Regions from separate parts of the Anas platyrhynchos genome. Here region 1 is linked to region 2. The links are chromatin contacts, called in public Hi-C maps. All regions are on one chromosome and are shown on one strand. The core of a region is the stretch at or near the end of the contact, and the rest is flanking DNA. Distances in the headings are between cores, read along the strand shown.

Region 1 (5,521 bases), core at 1,897-4,396, 96 kb before region 2:
GTTTCCCGAGTTCAATGCCGTTCGTTTGTTCAACAAGGCAACTGTTGATAGAGCTAATAAACATGCTCTTCTTCCAGAGACAGGCTTGCTGCTGCTGCCTTTACGATATTCTGGACAAGTGTCTCAGCTTTAAGACTTGGAACTCGGGCATGGCAGAGGGTTTGCAGCTGTTTCACACTGGACAGAATCTCTGCTCTCATGACAAAGGAATAAAGACAGACACGATGCTGTGCTGTGGTGAGTGACATTAAGAAAGAAAGGATTAACGATCTGTAAGCGCTCACTGCAGTTACTGTTAATATATGAAAGGTTAAAGAGCTCATACTTTAAGAACAGTGAAAACCCAGGGAAAAAAAAGTCTTACGGTAGTGGAATCCCAAAGTAACAGCAGCTGTTACCACCCTACTCATCTACTAGTTCATCATTCTCCTTTTTACTTCACAACTGGACTGAGTTCCCCACCTCTTGTACCACAGATGGTGGCACGAGGCTGTCAGCTGGCACGGCAGCTCCCGTTTGTTACGCTTAAGCCTCTCCCAGACAGTGAAATTGGCCGTGAACCTCCTAACTCCCCAGGAAAAACTCTTCATCTGGAACTCGCACCCTGCTGCTCTGCTGCCATAGGGTATGTCAGGAGACACATCACCACCACCGCAACGGGTGAGACCTGTTAGGGGTAAACGAAGCCTCTGAGATAGTTGAGGACATTGCAGCAGCCTTCCCTCCTCTGCCAGCGTGGTCTCAAGGAGCTTTGGCAGTGCCACCTCGCAGGACACACACAAAGGGGCTGATGCAGCCAGCTGCTGGTGTCAAGACAGACCTTGTGGGAGAGCCTTCCTGCCATGGGGGTGGGAGCCAACCTGGGAAGAAGCAGCAAAGGACGTGATCTGAACAGTGTCCTCTTCCTGTCAGGAAAATTGTTTGGAAACCCTTAGGAACTGGTATTTGCAGCCTTTGCTACCAAAACTGGAAACAGCAGCAACAGCTTCTGCCCTCTCGTGGCAGTTTCCAGCCCTTAGGAGGGTGTTGGTGACTGCTAATAACAATTAGCTAACAGGATTGTGTGAAGGACACCCAAATCCCTCCTGTTCCTCCATGGAGAATTGCTCAGCACAACGGTGCCAGCTGTCCTGCTGCTGCTCCTCACCCCGGGGCAAACACCTGCCAGTGCGAGGAACCACCTGAGCTGCCTTGCAGGGAGCGGGACTGAGCCAGAAATCTGGGCATCTGCGAGCATTCAAGAAGCTGCCTTTGTCCTCAGGCTGCTGAGGTTACTTTGCAACGGGAGTATTGCAGCAGCTAGAAATTATCTCCATCTGAGAATTAGAGTCTTTGCAGACAAATTCAAGCTGACAACTGCTCCCCGGCAGTTAAGGAGCAGGAGTCTCCTGTGAACCGCTCCAAAAAGGGAAGGAAAAAGAATGAAGAAAACCACAGAGGCACAAACCAGCCAGATCTGAAGAAAGTCAGAGCTTCAGCTCCGACTCTACTTGGTCTCATCACCAGCAGCTTCTCTGCCCATCACAAAGGATCCCAGCCCCTGTGGGAGCACCGTGAAGCCCTCCTGAGCACCCCCCAAGTCCAGACCCCACTGCAGCCCCTGCCACAGGCTCCCACCACTGGGCTGAGCGTGTCCTGGGAGCACAAATCCTGTTAGGAAGCATCCTTTGGCCACTGAAACCAGGCCTGAGACCCCAGGATGGGGGCTGTGGTGCAAGGGTACGGTGAGAGCAGGCGGCTTTCCTGGCTGGGTGCAAACAATTCGGTCTCCTGTCCTTCAGCAGGAAGATTAGCAGAAGCATCTAACTGTTCTAGGCTTCTATTTTTATACCTTTATTCAGGCCAAGATATTTAAGTACCCAAACTCACCTCCGAGAATATCACTACGGTTAGTGCCAGGCTTGCTGAACACATTTAAAAAAAAAAAAAAAGGTAAGAAAATCTACCTCCACCACCGCCCAGCACAACACCAACCTGACCAGACCGAGGGCTCCCAGGTCGAATGCTGTTACACCAACAAGAGCCCCCCTTGGTCTGATTTTCCCAGGTTCCAGGTTCCCACCCCGCTGTGACCCAAGGAACGTGTTGGATGATTACCTGCGGAGGAAAACACTTCAGGTGGTCAAGGCACAGCACGAGGGAATCCCCAGGTGTCTTGCTGGTACCATGGCTGGGGAACAATCCTGCACCAAGCCAGCATCCTGCGATCAACCCCCAGCTCCGTGCTGCTCCGGGGCACAAAGCCCTGCCTGATCCAGCCCTGGAGCACGCTGTGGTTTCCAACGGGTCACGAAGCTGCATCAGTGACTGTTAAATGCAACAGCCCAAGGAAACCTCTGCTGGGCTGGATGGAGCTCCGATGGCACCTGCAGTAGTTCCAGTGCTGCAGCATGCTGTGTCCTAACAGGGCTCCCCCAGCCACCCGAGCTATTGCTGCGCTCCCAACATTTACAATTTCCTATTTCAGCCCTTGCGAACCCCTCGGTTGCGTTACGCTGGGAGGCTGCCAATCCCCTATCGATCGCCACGCTGCTACCAATTAACCACCCTAATGGGGAATTGGCAGGGATGTTTAAGGCACCGAAGGGAACGGGGAGGGGGCATTTCCAATCATTGAAACCCAAAGTCTTCAACAATTAGAGGGTATAATCGATTGACAGCAAGACACTGAGAGGCAGGATCGCTACCGCACTGTACAACGCTGGCTCTTAGCTATTTATAATCCTGAGCTCCCAAACAAACTGCCGTCTTTCCAAAATCAATGTTCATTTTGTGTCCACTTCACAGTACGGAGGGGAGCTGATTACCTGCAAGGCAGATGACAGCTTTAAAAAAGAAAAAAAGAGGAAGTTTTTAGTATGGGGGTCTGTGTAAATCCAACTTGCTTCTCCGGAAAGCGGGCTGCAGGCAGTTGCAGAAATCTTGCCAAAGCCAGAGCACAAACTGGCTCAAAGCATTTCCCCCCAGCTCGATGAAAACGAGCGGAAGACCACAGCTTGCACCGCTCACAACCCAGGACAAACAAGAGGTAGCAGCAATGTTCGTACTCAGCAAAAATACTTGGCAACACTGGATGAGGGCAAGCCTCTAGATAATACTTTATCCAGATAGCTCTCTTCCTCCCCCAAAGCAGGCAAATACCATCTCGCTTCGCAGAAAGGAAGAGGAAACCCGGGGCAGGGAGAAAGGCGCTTGCCCAAGGTCAGAGGAAGGCGCAGGCACAGCAAGAATCTCTCCCAACAGCTTCAGGAGCCCCTCTGGCTTGCAATATTAAGTTCCTTTTTAAGGGTATTATACACTCATCACAAAAATTTCCACTTCAAGCTTTTCCTAAACCTTTCCTGTAACGAGCACCTTTATTCCAAAAAACCATGCAATTTCGAGAGGCCAGAGGAAAACAGAGTACAAGAGCAAAGCAGCACTGACCACGAGAAGAGAGAAGGGCCACAGGAGCAATAAAAACCACACCGGCAGAGAAGAGCCGTCCTGCAGAGGAGCAGAACGTGAGTCACAGAACATCCTTCTGTAAAAAGGAGAGGTACAAAAAACAAAAAGGTGTCAGGGCAGTCATGGGTGGCAACAGAGGTTTTTCTTTTTTCCTTTCATGCCCCGACACAGAAGCAAAATGAATTAAAGACCTGACCGGAGGCAAACTTGCTCCCCAGGGAACCTGGAGCGTTGCTGAAGCGGTGGGTTTGTGGAACGCCCACAGCAAGCTCTGTGCCACAAATCTGAAATCAAACCATTAAAGACAGAACTGATGCTTTTTTTTTTCCATGCCCGCCTTTCTGATCATCAGGTCTCTAACCCCACTGCAGTCGCAGCACTAGAAATGAAGTGTTTGATTACTGATCGGTCTGATTGGCAGCAAACCGCAGCTCCAGGAAACCTGGAGGGGCTCTGGAGAGGCAGCTCTTGACATAGCCTGATAATGAAGTACCTTCCATTTAAACCAGCCTGAATGAGAAGCCGAAATCACCTCCCAGCTGGAGGCAGGCTCGCTGCTACCCAACCTGCAGGGCCACTCGAGGGATGGGGCAGAGCCAAGGCTGCAGGAGCGGTACGGCAACGACTGCAACAACAGGAAGCACGGAGTCCAAAAGTCAGTTTTGTCAGTTCCCCCAACCTTTATTCCACGACTGCCTGGCTTTAAAAGTCAAATGCTCCCCAGATTCCGTCTTGACAGAGATACTGAAGCCTCTGCAGAGAAAGGTAGTTGATCATCCCTCCAAAAACGCTGTTTGAACGATAACGTGGTTTAAAGAAGCAATTCAGCCACCTGCAACACAAGTCTTCATTTTTATTGAGTTAGTAAGGTCTCAACTGATTCTGATTTAAGTGATCTATAAGAAACCCTTCTTTCTCATAGTAAGAGCAGGCCTGCCCCAGGAAAGTGATGAATTCATCGTAGAAATCACATTGACAACGTACAAGAAGCATTACTCTCAATAACCGTTAGATTTCTCCTAGAGCCTAGGACTTTTAGCACACACCTTAATAATCTCAACCAATCCATCAGCTTTCTTGAGAACTAAATCAAGCATGAGAGCAACAGTTTTGAACAGGATATAAACACTACGCAGAGTCTCGAAAAAGCAACACGTCTGGAATATAAGCAATACAATTTTAATTCTGACCAGTCACCTACAAACCCCTTGTCTTTCCACTGTTCTGATGGCATTATTAAATATCACATTTGTGACATCGCTCGGGAAAAATGACACAAAGATACAGACATTATGATACAATAGTACAAATGATAAATTATTTATACAGTAAATAATGTCAATAGTCAGCACAAATTCATAAAAAGCAGCCGGCTCCCAGTATTATGAAAACAGTTTGGTAAATATTTAAATTGTAACACTTGTAAAGGAAGCGAGTCTTGTGAGATTCTGCTGTGAAAAATAAACCATATATTTCTCCACAATTTGTGCAATATTAATACATACAGTACACATTAGAAACTGTAACAGCAAAAGGGAAGATGGATAACAATAGTTGTCTTAGCTACGGGACTTCAAAAAGACTGTAAACACCACAACCCACCACGGTTTTCCTTCCCTGTCCCCTCAATGTAGTTTAGTTTCTATATAGTATAAAACTGAATAAATAACTGAGCTTATTTTGGGTTTAAAATTATGCCAAGATATTTTTGTTTATTTTTATTTTTTACAAAATAATTAACACTTTCTCTTTGGTCAATTTGACCAGTAAGGCTATTTTGGGATACTAACATTTTTAAAAATCAAAAGCACTTTTTTAATATCCGCAAGTGAGAAAAAGAAGGGGAAGAGGGAAATGCATTTGGAGAGAGAGAGACGCCAGAGCAGACGCGATCGGATACGCGTACGTCCCCCATGCAAGAAGAGGTGGGAGGGCGGGGAGGGGGGGAGAATTATTCCGGATAGCAGTTAAATCGCCGTGAAATAGAGTTACCATTCTGGGCACAGCTGAAGCTTCACCTGGCTAGGGCAGAAGCCGCCTTGCAGCATCCCCGGCGGCGCACCCCGCGCCTGCC
Region 2 (5,164 bases), core at 574-3,073:
GCAGGGCGTACGTCGCCTGTCGGGAAGGAAGCAGCGGCACAGGCAGGAGGCACACACCTGAAACAGCCTCAGTGCCCCTCTGAGGCACCTTTCTGTCTCCAAATGGCCTCAAACAGCGGGTATATAAGGCCACAGCAGAGCCTGCAGCATCCCAAAAATGAGCACCCTGCTAGCTCCCCGAGCACTGGGCAACCCAAATGCCACGCTTTCGCTGCGGGACCCAAGGGCTTTGGAAGTGGCACATGGGACAGCAGGGAATTGGTGACCCATTTGGCCATTCCCCTCATCGGGGGGCAGGCAGGGGCAGGAGGGGGAGGCTCTGCCCTGAAACAGCCTTCCCCCTGTGCGCAAAAACTTGAGTTGACCCCAAATTCACTGTGCACGCACTGGGCATGATGTGGAGAAGCCAAATTAGCAGCGTTGTGCTCGTAGCCCCTGCGTGACTCCTTCCAGGCCACCAGTCTTGGCACGAAGCTGCTGTGACATCGGCCGTGCTGCTTTGTGGCTCGAGAAACTCACGTTTTTGGGTACCACAATGCGTTTCTTACGTTCCACTCGAAGCCGGTGACAGCGATCCCCCCGGCAGCACCGGTCCCGGCCAGCCCGATGAAGAGCCCCGAGCCCTCGCTGCTGGCGAACAGAGAGGCTCCGATCTGTGGGCGAGAGCAGGATTCCCCTGCAGCCACGGGGGACACGGGCACAGCAGGCAGGAAAATCCCTCAGCACGCCCACAAGGAGGTCCCCGCCACCAGCACTCCCTTGCGCCCAGCTCCCCTCGGCAGCCCCGGTTGGGTTTGGGGTGGAATCGCTGGGTTTTGGGAGGACGAGGAGCAGCCACGTGCACGGCGGTGGCACCGCGCCCTGCCCGGAGGTGGCCCTGTGCAAGCTGCCAGCCGGCGATGCAGGAAGACCTACAACCAGTTTGTCAAGGAGATGCTGAAATAAGGGCAGGAAACAAAGAAATGGGGGAGTTGAGGCAGCCACGGCTCCCTTGGAGCACGGAGCCCCGCAGGAGGAGGTGCACGGGCTGGGAACGTGGGGGCAGGCAGCGGAGCACAGGGTGGTGAAGGGGGAATTTGGTGGGAAGGGGAACGGTGCCGGACATCCCCGGTGCCCAGGACAAGACTCGGGGGGGGCTCTACTTACTGGCCACCACGCCATGTCCTGGCCAGCAAGGAAATAGCCACTGACGGTGTTCCTGTTCACCCTGCACGAAGACTGCGAGGAGAAGAGATGAGCACAGCCCTTCCCCTGCGCGCCCAGACACCGAGAACCCAAGAACCAAGTCTGCCAGACGAGAAGCCGAGAGACGGGAGACTGGATAATTAATGGGAGCTCGGCAGCTCAAGGCTAATTACAGCGAGTGGCAGCTGCACCCCAAACACCTGGAGCCACGAAGAGCAAAGGAGGCACCCCCCGAGAGGATGCGCCCGTCCTGCCTCCATCCCCAGACGGGGAGGTTTTGTGGGGCCAAGCCTTGGCCACGAGCAAACGCAGCACAATAGGGCAAAAGACACAACAAATGCAAACGACAACTGGAAAGTAACAAGAGGCTTGCAAAAAGATGCCAGGAAGAAAAGCCAGCCCTCAAAAATGGTTTGAAAAAGAACATTGGTGCTTCTAAACGGTTACAGGAGAAAGCGGAAAGCGAAGAATGCTCTTACCCATATCCCCACCGCGATGTTTAAGGAAAAATAAAGCACTACGACGACAAGGTCAGCAACGCTGAACTGCTGCGAGGGGGCGAAGGAGCCGGCGGTGGAATTGCCCTCCATCCCTCCTCTGCTGCCTCCCTCATCCCGGGCAAAGCCTCCCCCAGGGGATCACTGAATCAGTAACTCGTTAGCCGCTTGGGGGAATTTATCATTAATCCAGGCAGCACCGGGAGCTTCGCTTCCAACACTTCCAAAGATGTTTGAGGGCCATCGCTCGGTGTGGGAGCCTCAATTCTTTCCCTTTTTTTCCCCGTTTTTGCATAGATTTTAAGGAAACCGCAGGCTGCTCCTACAGTGGGCATTTATTGCACTTCTCTGGTGCGGTTTCTGAGGGCTTTCAGCAGCCCTTTTGCAGCAGTGCTTGGTGTCGAGACATTGCTGGACAAGAAATTATCACAGCTTCTTTCCCCTCTAGCCAATTATTGTCATGAAACCTGTAGGAATTTCAAGTCTTTGCAGCTGTTCCTCTTCTCATAGTTTAAGACTTGATCAAAAGTTCCAGCAGGCACACGGGGACTGCACAACCTGTGCCTCGTTAGTAAAGGAAGCTTTAGGATCAATTTTAGGACAAGTGTTATACATTTTAGATTATTTTTTTTTTGAGTTTAATAGAAATTGTTTGCAGCTTTACAAATTACCTTAGCGTAAACGTTTGTTAACATTGCCCTTTATAAGCTGTAAACCAAACCCCAATATTTTTCTTGCAGATGCTACCGATCTGGAAAGAATTTGCATTATCTCCCGACTAGTCAATTACTGTACAAAAAGCAGGTTTTTTTCACGTTCTCTTGAAGGATCCCAGTGAAACACCTCTAAGAATAGCTCACATTTCTGGTGATCCGGCATTTTTGCCTCTGAGAAAAGCACACAGAGATTGGGTAACCCTGCAGGACCACGCTGTACTGCAGGAGTCCATAAAAACACGAGTGAAGTCACACGTGCTTTGCTCCCTTCCAGCCACCCCGCTAGGAAAGCCAAAGGTCCAGCGATCCTGTCTTATGACCACGATAGTTTCAAAGTCTTTAATCCTAATCAATACAATTTTACTGCGCTGAATTAACCCAAGGTGGGGGGTTTATGTGCTAAATCGGTGATCGAGCACAGAGTTGTGGAGCCTCAGCAAGCCAGCCAAGGCTGACCAGCAGAAATGCTCGTGGGGATGAAGCCAGTCTCCAAAATTCAGCTTGAAACAATGAAATAATACTTTAAAGTTTCCCTGGGTTCAGTAATCGGACTGTTTTCTGCACTGGATGCTTGGCTCACTCGCCAACTCCCCAACTACATGTCACAAGGATTCATTCAGAAAGCACACACCAGGTAACATGCACGCCACTGAGATGGATCGAGGGATTTCTCCTCTCTGAAACCATCTCCAACGGCCCCACCTGTGGGTTTGCACCTTTGTGGGAAGGATTAAAGTCCTCCCTCACTGCTCTGCTGGAATTCAGCCTGCATTAACACTTTCAAAGTACATACAAGTGTTAATGTGTCAGCCTGGTGCATCTACTAACACCACGGAACTGTTCAGTAACCTACCGTAAGTAAAGTGTAACCAGGCACAGCCTTGCGTTTTGACATTTTGGAGAGATAGATCGTAAAAAATTAAACAATGCTGTGAGGAAAAATAACCTCACAGAATAAAGAATGAAAATAACGTTATCTGGACAGAGGCGAGCAGTTGCTTGAATAAAATTTTCATCTCACTTGCTGAATGTACCAAGAAAAGTCCATAGATCTTTGATTAACACACAGAGGATTTTCAGTCACAGCCCAGGTGCTGTGCCAGCAGACACCCACCCCCAAAAAACGCTCACTAACCCACCACAAGCCAGGATGTTCAGCCTCTGAGAAGCTCAGAGTAGGCCATTAAAACCAGCCTTCACATACCCCCTGCATGATACCCTCCCAATTCCATAATTGTCCCCCTCCAAAAAAAAAAAAACAACTCCCAAATTCTCCCAAGTCCCTGCTGTCCCCTGCCACCCAGCCACAGGTTTAGTTTCCTTGCACATAGCCTGAAGCGAAGCAGCACGCTGCAGGTGCACTGAACCTGACAAATTACAACAAATCTTATCGACACCTTCATGACAGTCCCCAGAAACCGGGTGGCTGCTGAAAGGTTGCGTGTATTTTGCATTTTACAAGAGTGCTCGGCAGAAAGACAGGTTGAAGTGCGATGATGAGCATTAGGGTATTAAGGAAAAGCAGCCTCTCCTTGTCTGCAGGTGTTACAGCACAGCAACAAGCAAAACAGATGTTATCTTCCTCGCTGCCGAGAAGCTCGAATCCTGTTTACACTCCTAAGTAGCACATTAGCATAAAAGAATCAATTCACCTCCTGATTTCTTTCAATACCACAGGATCTGCAAATCATTTGTAAGGGGGGACACTTTAGAAGACAAGTGACTACTGTATAAACATTTTTAGAAAGCTCACACAAAACAAATCTTTATTCTTTGTCGCAGAAAATAAATACAGGTGCATATTTCATATGCTTTTCTATAAAAGCACTCCTACAAAATCACTTAACTGCATACAACAGTACAACCTTTTTGGCTTTTAAAATGCAAATATTATACAGTCACTTCATTTTATTATCTTTTAAAGCACTTGTAAGCAAGCAGCTTTGGAAAAGGAATGCTTAATTTAGAAGCCAAATTCTTGCCTCAAGTGTTTTGTGTTTGTTGTTTTTTTTTTCTTCCCCCCACTATGTATATAGTGCAACTAACCTAAAAGCAACTAGAACAGTTTTTTGTAAAATGTTATCCCTTCCCTCCCCGTCCCTCCCCCAAAAAAAACTGCAAAGAAAAAATTGCTCTGAAAAACTGTTCTACCTTGATACTTAAACTGAGAGGAAACAAAAAAGTGGCTCAATAGAAATATTAAGATAAGCATGATGCTTCACAGCTCTTTATCTGTTCGCTTCCAGTTTGGCCCGGGTGTTTCTTTAGACTAAAAAGCATTAATCATCCAGTCCTATATTTCTGAAAAGGTACGACATGGACTCCCCGTTATGGATCCTGCGAATGGCTTCTGAGAGGATCATGCTGATATCCACAGTCTTGATTTTAGGGCACTGGAGTTTCTGTATTTCGTGGGGAATCGTGTTTGTAACAACCACCTACAGAAAGAAAAAAATTTAGAAAGTCTTAACAGCTTCACGCTTTCCACCTCCCATATCAGAACTGCGAAAGGGAATGTCTGTCCTCCAGACCCCAGGAAGCCACCCTTGCTGATAACAGAACAAGATTTTACATTACTGTCAGGATCCAAATCTTCAGAAGAGCTATGCATTGCTGTACTGCGTATGCATGGATACTAATGGCAATATCCTTCCCTCCTTTCATTCTGACACCTAAGGTCAGAGGAAGGTACAAAAATATCCCCCACACTGAAGGGAAAAGTCTGCTTATACCAGCAGTCTGTCATCTCTCTGCTCTCCCTGGTTT

What was found. A called contact is a pair of places that touch in the nucleus more often than the background predicts.
Region 1: a contact with region 2 is called in a Hi-C map of liver, with 1.7 times the contacts expected there. The contact joins the enhancer-like site here to the promoter of SLC5A10 in region 2.

The regions. Positions count from the first base shown.
Region 1 is chr15:17,518,041-17,523,561 of IASCAAS_PekinDuck_T2T, reverse strand. EPN2 (epsin 2) reads right to left here. Exons shown (of 8, transcript XM_027469258.3): 8 at 4,281-5,521. Among named protein-coding and RNA genes, the nearest start is that of B9D1, 8.2 kb to the left of the region's middle. Within about 2 kb of position 3,146, at least 1 of the 8 cell types and tissues checked has an H3K27ac peak or open chromatin away from gene starts, as enhancers often do.
Region 2 is chr15:17,420,659-17,425,822 of IASCAAS_PekinDuck_T2T, reverse strand. It overlaps SLC5A10 (solute carrier family 5 member 10), which reads right to left and starts at 1,823. Exons shown (of 15, transcript XM_027469272.3): 1 at 1,665-1,823; 2 at 1,147-1,218; 3 at 549-653; 4 at 1-16. The coding sequence starts at 1,775. PRPSAP2 (phosphoribosyl pyrophosphate synthetase associated protein 2) reads right to left here. Exons shown (of 12, transcript XM_027469261.3): 12 at 4,132-4,836. The coding sequence ends at 4,678.